2 separate regions of the Mus musculus genome follow, and region 2 is linked to region 1. The links are chromatin contacts, called in public targeted proximity ligation maps. All regions are on one chromosome and are shown on one strand. The core of a region is the stretch at or near the end of the contact, and the rest is flanking DNA. Distances in the headings are between cores, read along the strand shown. Region 1 has its middle 100 kb from the start of Gm32245. Region 2 has its middle 13 kb from the start of Ccdc88b.

Region 1 (7,877 bases), core at 316-2,815:
TTGACTTGTTCTGAGGCAAGGTTTTATTTAGCCATGGCTTGCCTTGAACTCCTGATCCTTCAGCCCCATTCCTAGCCCCCACCCCCCACCCCCACCCCAAGTTCTGGGACCACAGGCATGTGCCACCATACATGGCTAAGGGGTCATGTAAAAATCCATTTGCAGGCTCATAAGATGATTCAAAGTGCCACAGAGACTGATAACCAGTGAATTCAATCCTGGGGTTCCTGCAAGCTGTCCTCTGACCACCACCACACATATGCACTGTGGCATGAGCAGGCACGCATACAGATACACATACACCAGATAAATATACACTTATTTTTCTAAATTCTGTCTGTTTATTTACAAGAAAACTGGTAAAAAGGTTTTCAGAAAAGGAGCCACGGTCATCTTCACCATCAGCAGCAGTATCCCCTTTGAGAAGGTTCCAGCTAGTGGGGTGTCTATGTAACCTCTCAGCCCTTTAGGGATCCCAGAGTCTGCTAAGCTGGCTAGAGGGTGGACGTCCGAGCTCTGACCTTCCCCTGTGCAGACACATCTGTGGGGCAGAATGGAGGCACTACACGGCTGGAGATGACACATGCCCTGGGCTCTTGCCCTCTGGTTCTGAGAAGGTGAGAGGAAGTGGCTCCATCTGCCCAGGAACACTTGTTAAAGGCGTACAAAGAGACCACCAAGTCTTTCACTTCTCAATTTATACACTTCTCCAAAAGCGTGGTGGTATCTAGAGCTAGCGGGGCTTTGGGGTTTGATCTCATTTTTTTGTATTTTTCAAGTTAAAATGCAGTTGGGAGCCCCAGGCATTGTGTGCCTTGGGACAGAAGAACATGTCATCCCCTGTGAAGAGCAAGCTCGATCAAGCCTGCACTGGGGGGTCTGCACACAGCGCTGTGTGGGCGCCACGGATCCCTGAGTGTCTTGCCATCCTTGCCTTTCTCACTCCCATGGCTCAGCGGAGGACCTGCCACAGAGGCAGTCACAACCAGCAACCTAAAACAGGTGCTGTCTGGCCCTCCACAGAAAAGGTTGGTCACTGGGCCAATAAGATGGCTCAGCTGGTAAGGGCACCTGCTTCGAAGCCTGATGACCTGAGTTTGGTTCCAGGGACCCACCTGGTAGAGAGGATGATTCTGCAGGCAGTCTTCTCCGAACACCTCACACGTGCTGTGGTGTGTACTACACAAGCACGTGAACACAACCAAAAGAAATAAATGTTAAAAAAATAAAAGGAAAAAAAAAGAAAAGTTGGTGACACCTTAAAAATTACAACTACACAATTACATGGAAAAATTACAGTGAATTGAGGTCTATGACATGAAGGTCCCAGCCAATGGCACCCAGGCAATGGAGAGGGAGAACAAGCCGTTGTTCCCTCAACACAACAGTTCACAACAACAACCCTAGATGGAAGTGGAGGTGCCTACAGGTGCCAAGTGGACCAACATCCACACAGGTGATGGAGATCAAGCCTCCTTCCCCAGGGCAGCAGGAGAGGAGGCCCAGCTGAAGCCGGACCCTGCACAACACCAGAACAGGCAGCAGGAACCACAGCTTTCACAAATAGGAACTAGAAAGACAAAAAAGGGGAAATGCTATTAAAAAGCTCTAAACGTAGCTGGGGGGCCTCGGGGGGTAAAGGCAGAACGAGGCCTGATGACCTGAGCTTTTATCCTCAGGACCCACACGTTAAAGGGGAGAATCGACTCCTCCAAACTGTCCTCTGACTTCCACCAGTGCACATGCGTGTACACACACACACACACACACACCTTTAATCCTAGCACCCCGAGTTGAAGGCCAGCCTGGTCTATACAGTGACAATCTGCCTCTGTAAAAAAAAATAAAATGAGTAAACTAGCTAGCTAACTAAGATGAGTCGAGGATGATGACACAGGCCTATAATCCCAGTCCTCGGGAGATGAAGGCAGAAAACCAGAAGTTCAAGGTCGTCCTTAGCCTGGAAGCGACTTAACTCATGGTTGGGCTGGGCTTCATGAGACTATGTCTTCAGTTAACTCATGGCTGGGCTGGGCTTCATGAGACTCTGTCTCAGAGGGGAAAGGTTAAAAATACGAGTGGAACTTGGGGTAGTGGTGGCACACGCCTTTATTTAATCCCAGCACTTGGGAGGCAGAGGCAGGTGGATTTATGAGTTCGAGGCCAGCCTGGTCTACAAAGTGAGTTCCACGACAGCCAGGGCTACACAGAGAAACCCTATCTTGAAAAACCAAAAAAAAAAAAAAAAAAAAAGAGTAGAACCTGAGACATGAGCAGTATGCTGATTTATCTTTATTTTAATCATGGGCGTCATGTTTAAATTGTTTGTCTGGGGGGTTGTTTGTTTTCCAGGCAAGCTTTTCTGTAGCCTAGGCTGGCCCCAAGTTCTTCATCTCCCTACCTCTAAGATGCACCAGTCTACCTCAGTGGCTCAGGCAACACTTAGTATCTTCGAGCTCCAAATCCACGGATTTAGCAAACGTTTGAGCTAAACTATTTAAAAAAAAAAAAAAAACCCCAGCATTTGTACTAAATATGAACAGACTTCTCTGTGCCGCTATTCTCTATTTACATAGCATTTGCATAGTATTGGGTCTTAGCAGAAATCTAGAGCCATTTTAAACTATAAGAGAGGATGCACCTAGGTTATATGCAAATATCATGCCATTTTATGCAAATAAGCATCTGCAGATTCCGTTGTGGGGAGGGCACCCTCTGCAGATACTGAAGGGCAGCTTTGTGTGGTTTAAGTATTCAAGGAGAAGGTGTGCTGAGCGCTCCTTTAATCCCAGCCTCCAGGCTGAGGCAAGCAGATGGTCTGTAAGTTCAAGATCAGCCTGGTCTACACAGCAAGATCCAGGTCTACACAACAAGATCCAGGTTAAGAAGCGAGCCCTGTTTTAAACAAACAAACTATTATTTATTTAAGTATAAATATTTAAATCAAACAATAACTTTAAAGTTTTTAAGATACATGAAAGGCAAGCAGGACAGCAATGCCTGCAATCCCAACACTCACAGAAGTCTGAGACAGGATTGCCACCATATCAAGGTCAGCCTGGTCTCCATAGTGAATACCAGACCAACCTGGGGCTGGAGAGATGGCCCAGCAGTTGAGAGCACGCACTGCTCTTCCAGGAGACCTGAGGTCAGCTGCTAACACCCATGCCGAGCAGCTCACAACTGCCTGTAACTCCAGCTGCAGGGACCACCCCGGGACCCTCCACAGTACACATGCGGAAATCAGAAGCAACCCTCAGGAGTCAGCTCTCACTACTATGTGGGTCCCAGGGATCAAACTGGGGTCGTTGGGCTTGGAGGCTGGCATCTTTACTGGATGAGCCATCTTGCTGCCCTGTGGTTTTTATAATTTTGTACACAGAAGCTCTAAGCATATCTGAAAAGACAAATCAACGAAACGGTGCTCCATTTGGCATCGCAAGAGTCTAAGATCAGGGTCAGCAAGATGGGTCAGCAGGTCACAGTGTGTGGAGGTAACAATAAACATTAAAAAAAAAAAAAAGACAAAAACCACAACAACAAAGAACTGTGTCCCCTCACTAACACTAGCCGCTGTTGGCGGATGCCTCCCCAAATCAACGCCCACCTTCTTCGTTGCTAGCAGAACCTTGACACTGTTTAGGTATCAAACCCACTTGCACAGACTTGGCAAAGATGCAATCCAGCCAATGAGCTGGGGGGATGGGAAGAGAAGGGGAAAGGTAGGATGGGAGAAGGCACTCCAGGAAGCGTGTCTGTGCTAGTCAGCATAGGTCAGCTGCTGTAACAAACACACCCCAGACCTCTATAGCTTAACACAGTGCTAGTCAGCATAGGTCAGCTGCTGTAACAAACACACCCCAGACCTCTATAGCTTAACACAGTGCTAGTCAGCATAGGTCAGCTGCTGTAACAAACACACCCCAGACCTCTATAGCTTAACACAGTGCTAGTCAGCATAGGTCAGCTGCTGTAACAAACACACCCCAGACCTCTATAGCTTAACACAGTGCTAGTCAGCATAGGTCAGCTGCTGTAACAAACACACCCCAGACCTCTATAGCTTAACACAGTGCTAGTCAGCATAGGTCAGCTGCTGTAACAAACACACCCCAGATCTCTATAGCTTAACACAGGCTATCCTAGCAAGCCCAACATAGACATTCTGGTTGGTGTCCAGCCTGAGGTGCTCCATCTCATCGGCAGGCCCAGGTCCTTCCATCCTGGAGCTCTGCCACCCTCAAATGAGGCCTGAATCGCTACGACCAGAAAAGCAGCGTGAGTGGCACCTGGTCAGATCAGGCCCCATGGTCACATGACCCTCTCAGCTGCAGAGAGAGCTGGGAAATGTCTTTCAGTCATGCCATAGGGAAGAAAATGAGTGTAATTAAAGCAAGAACTGAGCACTGCCTGGCAACAAGGCCCCATTGGTCCCTTCCTTCCATGCAGAGGACTCATCCAACTCTTACACTCTGAGAGTAAGGATTTTCATTGCTGTCACCAGACAGTTCCTTTGTACCAATGTCTTCACAGTTGACATGGGTGCTAGCGGGTCAGCCCCTCTCTGGAGTTTGTATAGCTTTGGCCAAAAGCCAGCTGCAAGAGTATGAACTGCCCTCCCGGGCATCTCTGTGAAGGGTCCCCAGTCTGGCCAGACAGGATGCCACCAGCCCTTGTCTTCTGATAGCTACAGAGTGAACTAACCATGAGATTCTTGTCACTGTTCAGGGGAAGAAAAGCAACAATCCAGGGGACCAGGGTCCCTTGCTCTTAGTGTGAGGACAGAGGCCTCTCTGATGGAGGACACACACAGCCCACAGAAAGGCTTTGGGGAACTCAAAACACACATTCCAGAATTTCAAACTCAATAGAGGAAGTGAAGAGACAGTGGCTACTCTGAAATCTGCATTTGGAAAGAGGAAATGGAGTGGAGAGCAAGACGAGAGAGAAGGGCAAACTTCAACAGAGACTCGAGGCTGGATCTGCCAGGACCAACCTTGGGAGCAGGCCAGTTTCTAAAGGGAGAGAAGAATGAGTGAGGAGAGATACAGTAACTTAGGAAACCCTAGAGTGGGGGCTGGGAACAGATCAGTGGGTAAGTGCTTGTCACACAAGTATGAGTTCAAACCCACATAGAAAAGAAGGGAGTGGGCATGCTCAGCCTGTAATTCCAGGAGTGTGCACGCAAAAGAAATACTAGCTCAGAAGAACAGCAGGAGTCTGGGGATCTTAAAAGGCCCCAGGCAAGGATGGAAGGATACAAAGAAAGAACACGTGTAGCCTAGGGCTGGATGGGCAGTGGAGACCCGGGTGAGACAAGTCTGCAGAGCTTGGAGGTTGAAGCACCTGGCCCTGGAGCTGCCTATCTTATTTGCGTATTTGCAACCTTGGAAGGGAACAGGGAGGGAGTTAGAGAGCAGCAGATCCAGAAGGGAAACAGAGCAGAAAACATTTACAAGTTCAAAATCAGACCCAAGTGGAACACTGAAAAGAGCTTAAGGTGGGGAGAGCAAGACCCAGCCACAGTGTGGTGACAAAGCAGGGGCACAGTTACGCTGCAGGGAGAATAGCACCCCTGAGATGTTACAGGAGATGCTCAAAACGCAGGGGGTCCTTCAGGGTCCTGGGAACGAACGGATGGCGCAGTAGATACACAACGATGTCAAGGGGCAGAGGGTGAGAGAGGGGAGGTGAATGTGTCCCCACGCTTTTTTCTCTTGAGGTGGTGTAGACAGAGGTGCTGAGAAATACATCAGGGGTTTGATGTTATCCTGGGAGCAGCAATATGGCTTAGTGGGTAAAGGGACCTGCAACCAAGCTTGATGACCTGAGTTCAAACCTCAGACCTCCATGGTGAAAGGAGAGAACTGACTCCCAAAGTGGTCTTCTGACCCCATGGTGCACGTACACAAAATAAATATGAGTCTGTTTTAGTATATTCATCCTAAATATACTTATATATTTTCATATATTCATCCTACCAGGAAAGAATTGGAAGTTTAAACAAGGTCAAGGTGCAGCATTGAGCATCCTCAGGAGTGCATCACGGTGGGTGGGGTGTAGCCCGAGAGCAAGCACATGAGAAAATGGCTGTCATGACACCTGCATGCAGCAGGGTTAGTGCCTGGGCCAGCATCTGGGGTGGTGGTGGCTGAGCCCTCAGCTTCCTGACTGAGACAGAAATAGCAGCTCTCTTGCAAGCTGGTTCCATGGAAGGAAGGGGCGAGGAGGAAGGACTTACCAGTAACACAAACTAGAGAGCTTTGCTCTGTGACAAACGTAAGCCCTCACAGTCTACAAGGGCAGGGGATGGAAGGCCCTTACCAACGTGAACGCTTCTGATACTCCACCCCTTCTGCCAAGCTGTACCGTTTACCGTTTATGCTCCCCAGAAAATGGGAAGATAGAACTAAAAAGCAGGGAGATTCGGCATAAGCAAGGCTACATAGCTCTTAGCCACTAACTCCAACCTCATGAAGCTGGAGCAGGAGAATGACCACAAGCCTAAGCTAGCCTCAAAAGCAAGCCTGCAAATAAACACACACACGCACACACACACACACACACACACAACACACATACTCCACGGTTTCACATAAGCAAGCTGGTCCCATTTTGCTATGCAAATGAGGATGACCTTAAAACTCCGCCCCTCCTGCCTCAAGCTCCAGAGTTCTGGGATTGCAGGTGTGAGTCGCCACACCTGTGCTGCACTCTTGCCGTTGTTCACTCTGTCTCCCTAGGCATCAGCGTCATTTACTCCTCTGTCCACTCTGGTCCTCATAGGGTGGCCTCTCAGTCAGTGGGAGGGGCCAGGGCTGGGCTGGTGTGCTGTTCTAGGAGGGAAGGAAGCTCTGATGTGCGGTGCTCATGGTGTGCAGGCACGCATGGTTTGAATGCTCCCAAATGGCTGGTTTCCAGTGGCTCCCAGCAGGACGCCACTGGAGAGAGCTGGGGAGCCACAGTCCCAGGGGTGACTCTACCTGCTACCACACATGGCAGTAAAGACACTTGTCTGTGCTAAACAGCATCCTTCAAGATAGAAGACAGAAAACACACTTAGTCCAGGCCAGTGGTTCTCAACCTTCCTAAGCCTATGACCCTTTAATACAGTAGTTCCTCGTGCTGTGGTGACCCCCAAACCATATAATTATTCTTGTTGCTACTCCATAACTGTAGCTTTGCTATAACCCCTGTAAAAGGCTCCTTTAACCTGCCCCCTCGAGGGTGGCAACCCACAGGTAGAGAACCACTGGTCTAGGCCAACCCCGGCCTCTCCGGAGCCAGTGAGTCCTATCCAAGCCCTTTGGTGTCAGAGCAGCCAAGAAGGGAGGATGGAGAGGTGGATGCTGTGGAGGCCTTCCTGAGTGGGGACTGCTGTGGAGGCCTTCCCGGCAATCCTTACAACTTCCAGAGGCAACCTCAACTTCAGCAGGCCCAAGAGTAGATCCCACTCAGAGATGTTGGGAACAGTGGCTGATTGCTGGCTCAGGTGACAAGCCATGAGGAGGACAGGAGCACCCCAGGGAGAATGGAGACAGCAGAAGCCAATGTCTCCCAAGCATGAGGGAAGCAGCCTCACCATGGCTGAAGGGAGGAGCTGGTTGACAGAGCGCAGGAGGTAAAGTCCTGGGGAGCTTGGGGTAGCTCCTCCTGGCCACTCCCTCTTCACCCTGTACAAGCTCTGGTTCTCCTCATTGAACCCTGGAGCCATTGGCAAGAAGAAAGAAAGTGCAGGGCCTGGGAGCAGTTTGCATCTCCATCACCTCTCCATGATGGGCAGTGGGCTCATCTCCCTACAAGCTGAGCAGGGATGTTGGGAAGCAGGACTCAGGGTGCTGTAGCCCTTGCCTCCCCTGTCCTGGAGTCAGCTCCTC
Region 2 (7,675 bases), core at 1,198-3,697, 200 kb after region 1:
AAACAAAACAAAACAAGAAACATTGAACTCATTTTCAGAGCCAATAACAAAGGTAACATTCCCATTAGGTGGGACAAAGCAGAATGTCACATTTATCTTAACCCCAGAACCTGTTCCATTTTTACCCACAGCAAACATAATATCATACAAGGCAACTGTCAATTTTCAAATATGCCTTTGAAAATGTCTAGAATCAGCCCTCCAAATACCCACCGTCTTTTCCTTTTTTCGAATATTGAATTGATTTCCAGACCAGTCCGTGATTGAGTCAGAATAACTGAACACATCAAAGGAAAGAGAAGGGTCATTCTAACCTCTCTATTTGATTAATTTTTTTGAAGGCAGTTTCCACAGTCTCCACATTCTCTGTCCCACGAAGTCTAAAAGCTTGAGGCAAGGCAGCTCGTCTAGTCTGGGATATAGGCAAGCAAAGGTGGGTCAGGAACATATGCCCAATACAGTTTCCCTGTCACCACTGTCAGGGCACTCAGCAAGCTCACAGTCAGCATCATTCTTTGTCCCAGCGTCAGCTTGTCTCACCAATTGCTTTGGCAGCCACCGAGCTCCTTCAGCATCCTTCGAAAAAACACTAACATGCCCTCTTCTTCATGTTAATCCCCAATGGGGACCATGCCATATGCCGGTAAGTGGATCCTTCCATTTCACCTAGACATAAGTATGCCGAGTTGTAAGGTGCCATAAACACTCAGCAGCAGAGATTTCCTTAGCATCCAAGGTCAAAATAAATTCTGTTTTATGTAACTGATTTTTTAGAGCTCTGTGGTCTCTCTGTCCTTGAAGACATGTGAGTTAGAAATATAGTAAACAGGGGTCTGGTAGACAACAGGAGTAGACTCATGACTCTGAGACCTAGTAAAAACTATTGGTTTGGATTACAAGGCACAGAACATTTTTTGCTTGATCCAGAAGGCTGGATCTACAGATTGAACAGAGATGGTTTTAGCATGGTGGGAAGTATCTTTAAGTTCATATTAAGAAGACAACCGAAGGGGAATTAAAATGCTTGGGATTGAATTGTAAACTGCCAATGTTCCATTAGCTTTATATATATTTAACAATAATTTTTAAAAGTTTCTTTTGCAATATCAGAGCATAACCATAATTTTGGAAGACAAAACCAATTTTTAACAGTGTAAACAATCGAGTCTCTCTAAAATCAATACCAAGTGCATTATTTTCATGTTACAAAGTTTGGTGCCAGTTCTTGTATATGAATGCATGACAGTGCAACTTCTAATACCTCATTAAAGAAACATTGTTTTAAATTCTATCTTTTATAAGTCCGGTTTCTAGGACAGAAATTACATATTGGGTGGGGGAGCGTGTGGGGGACTTTTGGGATAGCATTGGAAATGTAAATGAAATAAATACCCAATTTAAAAAAAGAAATTACATATTATCCCAATTTAGAGACATATTTCCCTGGGTTGGCTCATGCCATGTGTTCTGTTGCCCAAAATGACTCCAACCCTGAGTTTCCAGGTTTTTTTTTTGGGGGGGGGGGTTGTTTTGTTTTTAATTTATTGACGACCTTCCCCAGTAGAAACACTGTTCCTTTTTTTTTTTTAAGGAAATTTATTGTTATATGTAAGTACACTGTAGCTGTCTTCAGACACACCAGAAGAGGGCATCAGATCTCATTACGATGGTTATGAGCCACCATGTGGTTGCTGGGATTTGAACTCAGGACCTTCAGAAGAGCAGTTGGTACTCTAACCGCTGAGCCATCTCTCCAGCCTGAGTTCCCAGTTTTAAGCCAACTTTCTGTTGCCAATGTTACAAAATTTTAACCATACCCAATAACTTATAAGCCAATAATCTGTAACCACATGCAGAACATATTTATACATTTAGGACCAGTCAGAAAAAAAACATGTAGCAGCTACCCATATTTACATATTTAGGTTAGACAGACAGAATTTTCTTAGTTTTTTTTCTAGCTGTAATTTCTTTTGTTGTTGTTGTTTCAAGACATGGTTTCTCTGTGTAGCCCTGACTGTCCTGGAACTTACTCTGTAGACTAGGCTGGCCTCGAACTCAAAAATCCGCCTGCCTCTGCCTCCCAAGTGCTGGGATTAAAGGCATGTGCCACCACTACCCAGTTCTAGCTGTAATTTCAAGAGAGGAACACCTTGTCACCTTCTAAACCCAATAGTCACAGTCAGATTTTTGTAGGAGAAACAGCTTCCTCACAGAGAAGTTTATGAAACACAGAGCAACAATCAAGAAACAAAATGAAACCACAGACATAAACTGACAGGCATGGACAGACTGGCACTCCAAAGATAGACATTAGCCAAAGAGGGAAGAGAACCAGATGTCTCACCAAAGGGACCCAGAACCAGGACTAGGCAGAGAGGAAGCCAGAGGACTAGGCAGAGAGGAAGCCAGAGGACTAGGCAGAGAGGAAGCAGGCAGGACGTCTCCTGACCTCCTCTTGACCCTAGGAGAGCGCTGGGAACAGCTTACTTTCACTTTCCTTCTCTTTCACCAAAGCGTGAAACACTTCCGGGAGGGGGGTGACTGAAACCCACTTCTCCCTCTCACGTCTAAACTCTCTCTGTCTATGGGAATTTTTTCAGGACCATGTGTTGGATAGTAAGTACCCTGTCATCCTCTCTCCTGCTTTCTTCCATGTCTGTAAATTTATCATATCTTCCTCAGGGAACCAGGGACAAATTTCTTTTTTTTTTTTTTTTTTTTTAGTTCTGAGTTTTTATTTATTTTTTTTCCATTTTTTATTAGGTATTTAGCTCATTTACACTTCCAATGCTATACCAAAAGTCCCCCATACCCACCCACCCCCACTCCCCTACCCACCCACTCCCCCTTCTTGGCCCTGGCGTTCCCCTGTACTGGGGCACATAAAGTCTGCGTGTCCAATGGGCCTCTCCAGGGACAAATTTCTATAAAAAGCAGAAACTGGGTAAGCTGTTTTTGACTTATTTTCACTCCTCTAGATTTTAGCCTCTGAGCATATGTACAAAAAGCATTCTATTACCCTGCCCATCTTACACAGGGTTTACTCACCACTGGCCCAGATTTTCTTTATTTTCTTATGCACTGGCTTCCAATTCCTGAGATGTCCTTCACTGAGCCCTCACATTGTGGTAACCACCTGACCCGGCCCACTCAGTCAGTCAACAAGGTCTCCAGGGAGGGATCGAGGATTAAAGAAAGAAAAGACAGTTAGACACGATGATAGTATAACTCTAACAAGCACCAAAGCAGGTTTATTTTTTCCCAAGCTGCTTTTATATCACTCTTAAGTACATGCAAAACAAAGGGTCAGTTCTTGGTCAAGGAAAAACAAGGTATAAACAAAAGTCCCGCAATCATTGTATCCAGACTTTTGAGATGATCAAGATAAAAGGAACACTTTCCTCAGCTGTATTTATCTTGAGCCCACTTTCTTGTCCTAAGCCAATGTCAAATATTCTTGCCAATATCCTTGAAGCAGCACCAAGAGCTCTCTGCATGCTTCAACTGTCCACAATAGCTGATTATGATTTGCCTCGTGCTCTAGCAGAAGCATAGTTTTGCCAGCAGATAATTTCTGTGACTGTGTGATATCTACAATTCTGGGGACTTTTCAGAAGTTACATAAATGCTAGGGTCCCCGTAGGTGGGTTGCTGGTTAGTGGTCATTTTAGGGAAGTTGGTTGTAGCTTGTTAATAGTCATGGTCAAGAAAGAAACAAAAAGAAAGAAATTAGATTCAGGGATTTTCCTAACTCCTCCCTTCTCTCTATCCTTTTTTCTCTCCTGTCTAGTGTTAGGAAGTGAAACGGGGTGGTGGGAGATAAAGGGCGGGAGGAAAAGAACCCACAATGTAGCAAGACCAGAGAACCCACAATGTAGTAAGACCAAAGAACCCACAATGTAGCAAAGACCAAAGAACCCACAATGTAGCAAAGACCAAAGCTAAAAGGAGGATCAGAAGTTCAAGCTTACCCTTATCTACGTAAGGACTTCAAGGCCAGCCTGGGCTACATGAAGTTCTGTTTTAAAAACTCTGGGATCTGTGGCACAGACTTCTAATCCCAGCCACAGGGGAAGCTGAAGTAGAATGATGTCAAGCTCAACCCCCGCCTCTGCTTTGTAGTTAGCAGGTTCTAGACTCTGTTTCAAAATACAAAGGTGGTGGCGCACACCTTTAACCCAGCACTCAGGAAGCAGAGGCAGTCAGATCTTTGGGAATTCAAGGCCAACCTGGTCTATAGAGTGAGCTCCAGGGCAGGCAGGGCTACACAGAAGAGACCCTGTCTGGCAAAAATGAAACCAAAACAAACAACCAAACAAGCTACGAGTTATCTATCAGGTTTGGCTTGGTCTGGGACAAGATATCACTGTATAGCTGGGACTGGCTTCAGAGCCAAGATTCTCCTGCCTCAGGTTGCTAATTGCTGGGGTCACAGGCTTGTGTCACCCTTCCCACTGGTGGCAGATTTTAAAAGGGCTCAGTTCACATTGCTGTCCAGCAGAGGGACCCAAGAGAAGGGCAAGAAGCTGAGACCATCAGACAGACAAACGGATTGTGGACTCCACTATGCCCTCCTTGGGCGCACTACTAGGTCTGAACAAGGCCAGGCTGGGAAAGGCTGCAGCCTTCAGTTCTCTTCTGGTTTTGAGATTTCTGCATAGCCATGATCCAACAGGAAGGCCAGAAGGAGGGGGGCTCTGTGACTGGGGCCAGAGGCGTGGCCAGGCAGCCTCAGCCACAGTGAAACTGTTCCTCTCTAGCTGATTGACCTAGGGTCCCCCCTGGTGGGATGTGGCCTGGGTGCTTCCCCACCCTCTACTCAGGTGGTTCATGGCCCAGATTCAGAAACTCAAAATATGAAACAGCCTTGAGGGCTGGATGGCAGCTCCACAGAGACTCTCCTTCAAGCCACCTGGGGGAGAAACTGTTCAGGTTCAGAAATGCTCAGTGACCCATGCTGCCTAGGTAGGAGGCCAGATCCAGCTGGAATGTGAGTGCTCTGCCCATAGCTTACCAGGTGCCAACAACTCGCGTGCCACCCAGTGCCAGCTGCAGCTGCATCTGAAAGGAGTGAAGCCCAGCCCAGGCCTACCACCTGTCAATCAGCCAGACCTTCCTTCCTGTTCTCCCCAAAGTCTCACTTCTAGGGCACCTTCCCTGACTCTCCCCAAGGCTCTAGGCATCACTAGGACACAGACCTCCATCTCCTTCTGAGCCTTCTCCAATGGCCTCTCCCTGGAAGCTCTGTCTGTGACCTTCAAAGCCCTGAAGAAAAGGCCCCTCTACCAGGCATGGTGGCACATGCCTTTAATCCCAGCACTCAGGAGGTAGAAGCAGGCAGACCTCTGAGTTTGAGGCCAGCCTGATCTACAGAGTGAGCTCCAGGACACACAGAGAAACCCTAAACAAACAAACAAAAAAATAAATTTAAAAAAAAGAAAGAAAGAAACAACTCTGACTACTAAGATTTTAATCTGAAATGTCCCCCGACAGCTTGTGGCTTGACGTTTTGGATCCCAGATGGGGCTCTATTTTGGTTCTGAAAACAATAAGAAACTGGACCCTGTCAGCTAACAAAAGATCTCGAGGGGAAGAGGGGAAGGTCCTGAGTGTGCATTATTTTGACTGCTTCCTGTCTTGCTCTCTGCTTCCTGTTTTGCCATGATGTGAATCCAGCTTCTCCACCATGCATTCCCCCAACACAATGGACAGAACCCTCTGAAATCATGGGCTGAGTCTGCGGCTCAGTTGGTAGAGTACTTGCCTAGCATGCATGATGGTCTAGGTTCAAGTCCCAGCACCGCATATACCAGGGACTGGTGGCACATGCTCTGATGATCCCAGACTTGGGAAGTGAAAGCAGAATCATCAGGTGTCCAAGACCATCTTCAATTATATAACAAGTTCAGCTTGAGATAGGTGAGATCCTGCCTCAAAAACAAATGGCTTCTCTGATAAGAGTACCTGAGTTCCATTCCCAGAACCCACATAGTGGCTCACAATCATCTGTAACTCCACCTCCAGAAACTCCCATGCTCTCTTCTGGTCTCTACAGGCCATGCATGCAGGTGGTGAACAAGCATACTTATACACATAAAAAATAATAAATTAAGCTGGGCGTGGTGTCGCACACCTTTAATCCCAGCACTCGGGAAGAAGAAGCAGGCAGATTTCTGAGTTCGAGGCCAGCCTGGTCTACAAAGTGAGTTCCAGGACAGCCAGGACTATACAGAGAAACCTTGTCTCGAAAAACCAAATAATAATAATAATAACAATAATAAATTAATCTTGGGGGCTGGAGAGATGGCTCAGCAGTTAAGAGCAGTGGCTGCTCTTCCAGAGGATCAGGGTTCAATTCCCAGCACCCACATGGACTCTCACAACTGTCTGTCACTCCAGTGCTAGGGAATCTGACACCCTCACATAGACACATGCAGGCAAAACACCAGTGCACAGAAAATAAAAAATAAAAATAAATAAATCATTTAAAATTAAAAATAAATTAACTGATCTTTAAAATAAAAATAAAATTTAAATAAGTAGATAAAAATCTTCCTTTGTTTCTGCAAGGTATTTTGTTAAGTAATATAAAAGAGTAATACACAAATCTGATCTTTCTTCTTCTCTCCTCTGTCCCTTCTATGTCCTTTTCCCATTCCTCTCTCTCTCTCTGTCTCTCTCTCACTCCACTTCACAAGGACCCCCTCCTCTTTCTCACCCCTACTATACTCTGTCAACTGCCCACTTCTCACAAAAGACTTCCCCTTTCTCTGAGGACCCCAAGCCCCATCCCAGACTTGTTGTGTTCTGTGATGGTTTCGTCTCTCCTGTGGAACTGATGTCCCTGCCAAGCATGTGTGGCATCTACAGCCACCACAGACTGCTCAGCTCTGCATTTGTATTAACCCTTTTGCTGCCAGCCATAAAACAGTTGTTATTATCCCCACGTAAGCAAGGTGCAGTATGTTCTTTCCCATGCCTGAGGCCATGCATCCAGGAAGCTACGGTGCCAAGATCCAGAAGGCACCCAAGGTCAAGCTCCTGACTAAGAGAATTCCCACTGGAAGATAAAGACAATGAGCCTCCAGCTAGGTGTGCTGGGGCAGGCCTGTGATCTTAGTACCAAGGAGATGGAGTCAGAGGATAAGGAGTTCAAAGTCATCCACTCCTCGGCTACATAGCAAATTTGAGGCCAGCCTGGGCTGCATGAGATTGTCAAAAGAATAAGAGGCTGGAGAGATGACTCAGAGGTTAAGAGCCCTGCCTACTCTTCCAAAGGGCCTGTATCCAATTCCCAGAGCCCATGTGACAGTTGTATCTCCAGTTTCAGAAGATCCAAAGCCCTCTTCTGGCCTCCAAGGACAGTGCACACATATGCTGCACAAATATGCAAGCAGGCAAAACACATAAAATAAAAATAAAATAAAAACACATAAAATAAAACATTTTTCAATTTTCTTGATTTAAAAAAAAAAAAAAAAGAGCACTTGCTGCTCTTGCAGAGAGAGGATCCAGGTTCCCTTCCAAGCACCCATGTGGCAGCTCATAGCTGTCTGTAATTCCAGCTCCAAGGGATCTGATGCTCTCTTCTCATTTCCAAGAGCACCAGGCAGGCACACAGTACATACGTTTATGCCGGGAAAACTCTCATACACGTAAACAAAAATAAAAA

What was found.
Region 2: a contact with region 1 is called in a targeted proximity ligation map of bone marrow-derived dendritic cells, with 5 times the contacts expected there. A contact is called at or near these places in 3 of 484 Hi-C or Micro-C datasets (bone marrow-derived macrophages, embryonic stem cells and nephron progenitors), 12 of 130 datasets of targeted methods (the HPC-7 cell line, bone marrow-derived dendritic cells, bone marrow-derived macrophages and 6 more) and 1 of 9 other capture datasets (adipose tissue).

Annotation. Positions count from the first base shown.
Region 1 is chr19:6,663,871-6,671,747 of GRCm38.p6, forward strand. No RefSeq gene overlaps it. Among named protein-coding and RNA genes, the nearest start is that of Gm32245, 100 kb to the left of the region's middle.
Region 2 is chr19:6,867,159-6,874,833 of GRCm38.p6, forward strand. No RefSeq gene overlaps it. Among named protein-coding and RNA genes, the nearest start is that of Ccdc88b, 13 kb to the left of the region's middle.